2 separate regions of the Mus musculus genome follow, and region 1 is linked to region 2. A link is a contact called in public HiChIP or PLAC-seq data. All regions are on one chromosome and are shown on one strand. Each heading gives the region's core, a stretch centred on a gene start, on an enhancer-like site or on the middle of the called end of the contact. The rest is flanking DNA. Distances are from core to core; before and after follow the strand shown.

Region 1 (4,834 bases), core at 1,359-3,858, 140 kb before region 2:
TAGTCCTGAGTGTGATGAAAGGCTGACAGCTTCCCAACACAAGTTCTGAGGCCTGGACTGCACTCTCAGAGGTGGCTGTCCCTCAGCTTGGCTAGAGCCATGACGAGGTGCTTCATTATCGCTGTGTGGCAGTTCTCGTATTTTACATGCACCAGTTAATTTGAATGTGCATTAAATGCACCCTCACAGGGCAGAGATCCCCTAGATGGTGAAAGTAGCTTTCTTAGACTTGATTTCTAAGGGTGCAGTGACCGACCGTGCCAGCGTTTCTCCATTACAAGGCTCTAAAGGCTCAGCCTTCTCTTTGGAAGGAGAGCATCTCTCTAGACCTTCCTGGGAGGAAGCACGTCATGTCTTATCCAGAATAATGTGGATGTCTAAGAAAGCCCTCTTGGGTGTGATGGCGGCTCAGCAGCCGTTTTCATGTTGGGAGTGGTCATTTTTCCTTTGGGGGAAGTGACACAGCCTCATGGTTGGATTTCTAGGATCCTGATCCTAGTTGGTTCAGTGTCTTCTCGTGCACTCAGAAGCTGCTGGCAACACAGCGCTTGCTGACATTCTTAAACCTTCCCATCACCAAAACTCAGTCTGCGATCAGCCAAGTTACCCATTACTACTTTCTTCCTCTTTACTCCATAGGTCAGACAGTTCCTTAAATCCAGGAGAATCATCCCGTGTAACTCTTTTTCCCTTACTTTGGTGCATGTTGTGTGTGCAGTTGTTGGTGTGCATGTGTGTAAGTGTCCATGTGTCCATGTGTGTTCACTGAGGGTTTTTACTTGTTCTTGTGGGTTTTTATCCTTTTACATATTTTGAAGTACACTTTGAGCCCAGAATTTGATCTATCTTAGCAGTCATTTCACGAGAACTAGAAATGGAATGTGCATTCCTGATTTTGAGAAAAGTATGTTCAATAAGTTTGAGTTTCAACCATTTTATTTATACTGCTTTTGTGTGAAGTCTCTCCTCACTCATTTTCTGCCTGGCTGAAAGCTGAAGTCTCCAACCACAACAACAATTTTCTAGTTTGCAGTGCAGGCCTTGTCTAACCCTTTTGGTTTTGTTGTTAGTCACATACTTGTTTAAGTTTGCCTGCGGTCTTGGAGAATTGACTTCTGTATCACCAGGCAATGCAATCCCCTTCCTTCCCCTCCTCCTTTTCCTTGCTCTGAAGTCATGTTGATTTAGGGTAATACAGATACTTTGACTTTCTTTTGAATGGCATCTATGTTTCCATGTCTTCAAGTAATTAATTAGTTAACTGTCTAATCAGCTAATTCCTTTTGTGGTGCTGGACTCAAACTCAGGGTCTTTCCCAGGCTAGGTAAGCAATGCTAACACTGGAGCATTTTGCCCAATCCTGATCTCATTCCTTCTACTTTCTGGTTTGTTTTTAAAGTGTGTGTGATGGCTATTCTTGGTTGTAAACTTGACAAATCTGACATGAACTAAAATTAGAACATAGTTGGCACGTGAGTGAGGCTGAAATTGAAGTAGGAAGGTCTACTTCTAATCTGAAGCTTAAGGTAGTAAGACACTTGCTTTTAATCCTGATCCTGAGGTTGGAGGACGAATACCTTTAATCTAGATCTCAAGGAGGGAAGCCACACCTTTAATCTGGGCTTTACATTCTGCGGATGCCTATAGAAAGACATGGAAGAAGAATGATTTTGCTCTTTGTCTACTTATTTTTACCTTGCTATTGAGTCAATTGCATATATGATTATTATATAAGTATATATAATCATATATATTATGTTATTAAATTAAGTCTCTACATACACACACACATGTTTTAAATGGTTAGACCTCCACCTTTTAAATGGTTAGACCATTCACATTTAATGTGACTATTAACACCAAATCAGTATATAGCACACTTTTTTAAAAAACCTATTTGTTATATTTGTTGCTTTTATCTTTCCCTTCTGCATTGCCTGGTTTTATTTAAACATTTGTTTATTTCCTTAGCAAATAAACCATATTTCTTTCAATAAATTAGTGGCTTCCCTAGAGCTTACAAGACACACTTGTAATTGACCTAAGTCAACTATTACAAAATTATAGCACTTCACATAGGCATCTTGCCATAGAATATTCTAAAGTCCTCCTTCCTGTCCCTATGACAGTCTAGCCATAACATGTGTTGATTCATATGTTAAAGTTCCAAAAGTCATCATAATTGCTGCTTTAAGTTATGATACTTTGTGTTGACTAAGAATTCAAAAATAATTTTAGTTCCGGTGTCTTATTTCTAGCCTCCCGTTTTGATTCCTTCCTCCTAGGGTTCTTTCATGTTGATCAATTTCTCCAGTCAGAACTCTTTACACATTAATCATTGCTAATTTAAATCTCCAGTTCGATACATTTTAGTTTGTTGCCCTATCTTAGTTTGATCCTAATATCTGGAACTTTGGACTATTATTTTTTGAATGTTATAGTTCATTGTGATTTGTGTTTGAAGGGAAGGCAACATACATAAAGCAATGGGAACCTTGTTTCAGCTTTAAGTTTTAAATTAATCTGTGTAGAGAGTGGGTTATGACTATGTCTCACTTCTCCTTCAGCTATAATACAATGGTGATGTCATCCTACCCCCATGGCATGGGAAAGGGAAGGATGTTGCAATCTTAGAGTTTACTCTGTTTTTTTGTGGGTTTGTGGCCTCACTCCTGAGTTAACGCCTTCCCTACTGACTCCCTAGCTGTAACAGGAAATCTAGAAGGAATTACCATGGTGGGGAAAACACCATCCCCCAGGCTTCTCAAGGCTCTGGTGAAGTCCTTCACCACACTGCAGGCTCTTGAAGGAAAGAACATGGTGGCCTGTTTCATCATGAGCTTCACTTAATTTCCTCCTGAGAACCTGGTGGTTTTCCTGTATGTAAAACTCCAGGAAGCATGTCTCATCCCTACATCCAAAGCTGTGGCTCCCAGGGACCTGCACCTTTGGCTTCTAGTGCCTCCTCAGGTTTACTGTACATACTAAAACTTCTGATACTTGGCACCTCAGCATCTTCTGCTTCTGAAAGCAAATCTGCTATGTCTGGCATTATGTCCATCTCTCTAGATTGGAGGAATTTGTCTGTGACCTCACGTCTTGGGAAAACCCATGAAAGTCGAACAGTCTCCAGTTTACAGCTTTGTGTTTTATAAAGATGAGCTAGACATCTGCAGGCTCCTTTCCTGTCAGGGTGAAAACTGAGGCCTTTGCCTTTTTTTTTTCTTTTGAGTCTTTTTGGAGTCTACTCCCCCCTTACTTTGTGGCTTATCTCTTTTCTTTCAAAGTTTTCATACAGACTCAGAACTGCCCTTAGTACCCCAAGTCTTTTACACTGCAAACAAACTACTTCTATTGCCCCATACTGTACGTTTCAGATGTCCACAACCTATGGGCATCCATGCTGATGAAAGCTGATTCCTTATCCTCACATCCCAGACTCTGTAGATTTCCTCCAAATTTGCTATTGCCTGCCCTCTAAGAGGAAACACATAATCCATACTGGGAATCTCATCTCCTTGTCCCTCCAGGTAACCCCAAACTCTGCCTTTTCTCTAAGGTTCAGTCTGACTCCCATTTTCACCCCAAAGCCACACAATGCTTCACGGGTAGAAAAAGCAATCTTTCCAAAGGGCATCCTAGAAGCTTTGAGCTCAGTCTGATAACAGAACAGGAATTCTCTCAAGGACGCAGAGCTGGTTGGATTCAGAGCTGGGTGAAGAACACACAAAGCCTTTTCTCCCATTCATGACTCACCGAAGGAATAAGCTCTGTGTTGTTGCCCTTGGCAGCCCACCCCCTGAGAGCCAGACTTAGTGAAGAAGAGCTGAGCTTCAGCCCCCTGTGATTTCCATGCTGGTCCTTGGAAACTCCCACAGAGTACGGAATAGTGATGAGCATCCAAGCCATACCTGGATAGGTAGACCAGTGAGAACGTTCCAAAAAAGGCTCTGAGAGACTCCGTTAGGGTTTCTCAGCAAAAAAATCTGTTTTCAATTTCCATATAAAAACTATGTGAGCCATTTTAAACATAAATGTCTATAGTTAGTTCGCAAGAAAAGTAGTCAGTGCTTTTAACTGGTGAGCCATCTCTCCATTCCCCTGTAAAGACAAATTTAATGCATACTTATATGCATGTATGGTTTTAATAAAATTTTTATTATAAAGAAAATTAATGTTTTATAGTTAAATACAAATAACTGTAGAGATTTACCCCAATTTATGAGAGAGAGAGAGAGAGAGAGAGAGAGAGAGAGAGAGAGAGAGAGAATAGGATTATGAGTATATCAGGTAGTTTTGAGTCACTATGACCAATATACCTAACACAAACAAAACAGGGGAGGAAGGGTTCATTTTGATTCATGATTTGAAGGCGATTTCAGACCTCAATGGCAGGAAAGCTGTGGCCCAGTCAGCACTGTTTGTTAAGGTGTGCGGCAGAGGCAGAAGCGCACTCACTTATCTGTGGATCAAGAAGCAAAGTGAATGGTCCAGAGCTCGGAGCTGCATTGTGACTTTCAAAGGCTCAGCAATAATGCTTTCCCCAGGGTGTCCACAAACCCCTAAGCTTCTACAGCTTGCCAAAGAATGTACTTGCTTGGGACATTTCAGACTCCAATCATGACAGTGGCTGATTTTTCAATCATATCTTCAATCCTTCTGTATTTCCCAAGTCTGTGATTTTAAAAAAAACAAAAACAAAAACAAAAAACTTCTAGAATTATGATAAAAATAGGTTTTCTCTAAAAATTGAAGAAATATGGATGAGTTGAGTCTCTGTCAGATTTTCTCAGGACTCTTTGATTCTGGATAACAATAGCAGCTTGCAAGATTC
Region 2 (5,600 bases), core at 2,809-5,308:
GTGGTGGTGTAAGGGCCAAAACTACCATCGAAAATGGCCCTGTGCATGCTGAGTATCTTAGCGAGAAATGACTTAGGAGAAAAGTGGCACAGGAGAAAGAAAACTGGAAGGCCAAGTCTCAGTTCTATCAGGTCTTTGTGGGTAACAAGAGAGGTTTACCCTGGGGGGTTTCCTAAAACAGTTTAGTGGAGTACTGGTGCTCATTCTTTGTGAATGAAAGCTTATAACGCAAAGGAACGGGAGATATGAGATGCTTAGATACATGAAATCTCCTTTTCTGCTATGCGCATGTTTGGTGCTGGTTATCCACGGGGACCGGAAGAAAAAAAAATACTGCAACACATACTCTTAATACAGAAATATTAAACCGTCTTTTCTCTACCGACTGGTAAAAAAATATATTATATTTTGATATTATTTTTTTTTCTTTTTAAATTACTTCTGCTATCCATCCCAGCCAAAGTCGCGGCCGGTCATCTGGTAGAACTTGCGGTTGAAGGGCCGGTAAAAGTCACGCAGCTGCCGCAGCACCTCCCGCGCAATGGTGGGGTGAGCGCGGCCCTTAGTCTTGCCCAGGCAGTGCGGCTTGCCGCTGCCCTCCGCCTTCTTGAGGCACGGGAAGCCCTTGGTCTGGTTGAAGTAGAAGTGCTTGTCGGTGATGATGCGCTTGAGGCCCAGGAAATCCTGCACGCGGCGCAGCTCGCCGGCCGGGTCGCTGACCAGCCGCTCCCCGCTCACGAAGAGCATCTGGCCGAGCGGGAAGTGGCGCAGCCAGGGCTCCAGGTGCTTGGCGTACAGGCCGATCTGGATGGCGCTCCAGGACGTGTCTATGAGGCCCGCGCTGCGGTTGCGGAACGTCAGGCTCTCGAAGCTGGGGATGTCCGGCCGCTTGGACAGCGTCTGCGTGTAGTCCGAGATGGCCCTGGTCACCGGGTCGCGCACCACCACGATGAGTTTGGTGTCCTTGGACATGGCCGAGATGCGCGCGGGTGCCTCCCGGGTCACAAAGTAGCTGGGCGTCTTCTCCATGGTGATCTGTCCCTCGAGGGTTCTGGGCATCAAATCCCTGTGGGAAAGCAAGAAGGCGTGTTAGAATCTGGAGAGTGAACCAAGTCCCCTTTTGGACCCCAAGAAGTGGAAAAAGCCACCCAGTCTGGGCTCAGACTTCCCCTGTGGGTGGCAATTCCAGCTCCCTGACTTCCTGAATGCCTGGTGGCAGTAACTGCTCTGCATTTCTTGAGCATGTCTTTTAATCTTAACACTAGTGGCCATAGGTGAACATACATATAAACAACAATTCTGTTATTTTTGTATAGCAGAAAATACAGACAAACCTATACTAGGAAGTTTCCGAGTTCATCCGTCTTAATTTTAATTTTAATTCCTAATGTAAAAAATGTCTGTTTTGTGCTAGTGAGTGAATCTGACTGTGCTTTCCACTCGGACTTGCATTTTATGCATAAGTCTGTGTTCCATACCATTGGGACAAGCATGAGACATAACGCCTCTGTCATACAGTTTTTGTGGCAATTATTGAATGCACCTCAAGTGCTCTGAAATGCTCCCAACACAGCATAAAGGCTCTGTTAGTTAGTTATCCAACTACAGTATGCAATGTCTCTGTGTCCTGAAAGAGAATTACATTGTCACAAACACAATTATAGTGCTATCAAAACGCATTAAAATACGGGATGCCATCCTGTCCAGGGCTGCCTCAAGTCTTAGAGTAGTGTTGTAGAGTAGTACAAAAACTAATAATGTCTCTCAACAAGGATTTCCTCATTAACAACGGGATCTTTTAAAAATATTTATTATTATTATTTTTTAATTATAAGTCTCCCTGTGAGTTTGTACACAGGTGTTTCTGGTGACCAGAAGTGAGCACTGGCTCTCCTGGAGCTAGGCTCAAATATGGCTCTGAGCCCCCTGAGAACTAAGTGCTGGGAGCTTAACTCTAGTGCTCTCAAAGAGCAGCAAGTGCTCTGACCCACTTAGCCATCTTTTTGGCCCCTTCTTTTCAGCATAATATCAAAGTGTGTCCTCCCCTAACGGTGATTAATTCATCCCTAATTCCAGCTACCTGCCTCCAGCAACAGTCCGAAAATAGTACACGGAAATTCCAGGAATAAGCAATCCATAATGTTTACATCACAAGCCATTCCAAATAGCATGGGAGAATCTCCCAGAGTCCCTCTCTGTCTATGCCGGACACGAATCTTTCCTTTTCCCAGCACATCCATACTGTATGTACTACTTGTCCATTAGCCATGTAGTGGCTAACTTGGCAATCACATTAGCTGTCACATTATCAAAGTTCCTATGCAGTGGAGGCTCCAAAGAGAAAGGGCAGCCATGGGGCATCAGAGCACAGCACACAGGAGCACACATTTAATACTGCAACTGCATGCAAAGGTACGGGGCATGTAGGGAAAGCAAAGGTAGCAGGAGGGGCTGGTATTAATCTGCATTTCAGACCCGTCCCCAACTGGTGCTCTTGGGAGGAGGGCAAACCTCATGGGTACAGTGGAAATGGCTTTTGTCATAAATACCTATCGGCTACATTGAAGAGTTCTGCTTTCTCTTTTGACAGCTGTATTTATTGTTCATTTTATCGGCTGTTTTGCTTCCCTAATTTTGTAGTATCTATTTAGCATTCAGACTAAAAGGGTGTATTTTTAGCACACATTCAGCACCCCGTGAGCAGTTTTAGTGTTGGATGCTTCTCTTTGCTGGTGTCCTAGCACCTGCCCCATCTTCACTGGTTGCTAAGTAGACAATAAGTGGGAAATGTCAACTATCAAAGACAAAGCACGTCAAGTGACTCTCATGCACATCATATCCCCTCCAGGAATGCACAACAATGGCCAGTTTCACATAGGAGCTTCCCTCATCTACTCCCTAACTATGCCAACTGGATCGCTTTAAAGCCAATTGGCAGACATCCTCTCAATTACTTTGCAAGTATTTCTTCTCTCATGAGGGTTGTTTCTGGCACACATTCCTCAGCCTTGTGTGCCTAGTGCTAACAATGTTTCAGCTCACACAATAGTGCTTTCCTCCCATGTTTGTTATTTTAGAAATCTTAATCAAGTGACTTTACTCTTCTTTGAGGTGGGCATGCTAGTTGTATATTTGAGCTATGGTGCTCAACTCCTATTTTTAACTCTGAAAGAATTTTGCGATTTATTTTATAACCCATCTCTTGACTATACCTTAAGATCCAGATGTAGGTGAGCACAGCTGGAAATGGGTGCAACATACCTGAAATGCCCATTGCCCTTCCTCACCTGTGCATGCCAAAGACTCCGAGGAATCAGCTAGATCAAGCACTTCTGGAACTTAAGATGCCCTTGTACAACACAAGCCAGGAAACCTGGCCAAAGCTGGTTGGAATCTCCCAGTAAAAGAAATTTGATCAAATCTATGGGAAAATGTTGAGCTTTAAGCAAACACCAAATATTCTGGAGGGGTAAGGGGTGTGTGTTGACTTAAAAACACAGGGGCAGATTCCTGTCTCCTTGTCTATAATCTCTAAGTTATAACTAGTTTACTTCACATTTTGCCTGAAATCTGAAAGAGAGGGCAGACTGCTCTTGGGAGTTCTTAGCTGGCTCGTCTCTTGGAGCAAATAGATCCCTAGGAGCCTTTCTCAGAGATTGAAGCTTCAGATTGTGCTTGCCCAAAACAAACACTACTAAACCGCAGAAAAAGAATCTGTATTTTAAAAGTCTATCTCAAAGAAGTGCTTAAAAAGAGACAGCCCAACAGAATTTCTCAAGAAGGTCATTCTTATCACCTCCTGTCACCCATGGGATGGGGAAATCTGACTGGTTCGGTGGGAGGAAAGAATTTGTTACACCATGGATAACAACCCAGGATCAAGAGTTCTGGAGACTGATTGCACAACGTGTGTGTATGTAGTTAATACCCTTAAACCTAAGGACACAGAGACAGACCACTTTATGCTGAGTACAGTTTACAGCAAGTTTTTAAAGCCCTCAAGAAGGAACAAAGGCTTTGAGAGGTGGATCTATCTAGATTATGTCTTTTGGCTTAAAGATGACTAAGCACTGGAGCTAATAAGTACGCAAGGGGGCTGTGGTTTCACTTTCATCTTGCTAAGCCAAAGGGAAATAAAAATAATTTTGACCATTTGTAGAACTGATCTGAAATCAGAAAATGAAATTTGTGGCTTCTACCTTCTAACTGCTGACAGGATGGGGCGGGGAGAGACAAGCTGTAACTTGATTTACCTAAGCTCGGGTTTTCATTTCAAAAGGGAAGTCAAGGCTTAGGCATCTGGCCTGTAAAGGACAGACAGAGCAACTCTGCTCCAGAGTGTTGCGCAACATTGCTCTAAAATTAGTGGTGACCAGTGACCTGAGTCCCACTGGCAGGAGGACCCCCTCAGTCCAGACAACAGAACCCCAGATAAAACCGGAGATGCCTTCTCTGCCATGACCCTGGGCTATCCAGCGTTGGCCCAGTGGGCTTAGACATTAAAGAAGCTTGGCTTGAATGTCATGAGCTGATCAATGTCTTTGGAGAGACACAGACTGACTGGTTGTTTTGGGAGAGGTGAGCATAGTCTTCAAGTGGATACAGTTACCAGAAAGAGCTGTTCATCAAAGTTTGTGTCTGCTTCGAATGTCATGCCACCATCATTTTGGAGCTGATATGTCATTGGGTAATCTCTATGGGTCTAGGGATTGTTCCTGTAGCTGTCTACACTACAAAAAATGTTGGAGACAAACAAGCCAGGACAGGCAGGCTAAGTTGATTGTTCTTTTCTACCAAAGCCAATGGTCAAGACCATAGATTCTGGTGGGAGTGCTAGAATGACCTGGAGGTCTTTCTCTCTCCCCACTGAGCAGGGGACACACTGCACTTGCCGTTGTGTGGGGCCTCTGGCATAGTGTAAGAATCAGGATGCCCCTTTGGATTGTGTGGCCAATGCTTCACCATTGGTCTGCATACAGACACCTCTGTTACTGGGAGAATCATCCAGAAGTAGCCGCCCAGGCCACTCAGCAACTACATTTGGTATGCTTCTAATCTAAATAAGAAGGTACAAAAGGACCCATGTGTTCAGGCATTTTTACCAATATGAGCCCATTTTCCCTGGATTCCCATTGTCCTCATGTTGTCTTCTTGATCCCTGTGTTCCCTATGTAACTAGTACCAACCTTTCTCCATATATAGCTTCAAATGAATGAATGGGTGGATAAATGGATGGATGAAAGGATGAATGGATGAATGGGTGGATGGGTGGGGGTAGATGGATGGATAAATGCTCCTTTCCTATTTGTTTTTATTAAATTGCATTTATTCAATTTTGACTGATCATCTCTTACTATATAGTACATTCAAACAAATCCTACATTGCTTGTAGATATAAGCAGGCTGAAAATTTACAAAAGTAGAGTCTAATGATTCTGAAGGAGGAAAAATGTTTAGAATGCATTGAAGAAACAAATTAATAAAATGATAAACTGGAGTAAACGAAAAGTAAAGACGTTTGGCAAGCGATACCATCATGTGGGTAAAGAGACAAACCCCAGCATGGAAGTATTTACAAACTGTATGTCTGTCAAGAGCCA

The links. HiChIP or PLAC-seq counts read pairs in DNA pulled down with a chosen protein or histone mark.
Region 1: an H3K4me3 HiChIP or PLAC-seq map of bone marrow-derived macrophages shows a contact between it and region 2, with 2.6 times the contacts expected there. The contact joins two enhancer-like sites. A contact is called at or near these places in 2 of 484 Hi-C or Micro-C datasets (bone marrow-derived dendritic cells and uterus) and 2 of 115 datasets of contacts at active chromatin or transcription factors (bone marrow-derived macrophages and fibro-adipogenic progenitors).

What each region holds. Positions count from the first base shown.
Region 1 is chr11:64,653,170-64,658,003 of GRCm38.p6, reverse strand. No RefSeq gene overlaps it. Among named protein-coding and RNA genes, the nearest start is that of Gm30305, 64 kb to the left of the region's middle. Within about 2 kb of position 2,608, at least 20 of the 459 cell types and tissues checked have an H3K27ac peak or open chromatin away from gene starts, as enhancers often do. A contact at or near this core is called in bone marrow-derived macrophages, where this site is marked.
Region 2 is chr11:64,515,664-64,521,263 of GRCm38.p6, reverse strand. Hs3st3a1 (heparan sulfate (glucosamine) 3-O-sulfotransferase 3A1) reads right to left here. Exons shown (of 2, transcript NM_178870.5): 2 at 1-1,066. The coding sequence ends at 445. Among named protein-coding and RNA genes, the nearest start is that of F930015N05Rik, 82 kb to the right of the region's middle. Within about 2 kb of position 4,058, at least 25 of the 459 cell types and tissues checked have an H3K27ac peak or open chromatin away from gene starts, as enhancers often do. A contact at or near this core is called in bone marrow-derived macrophages, where this site is marked.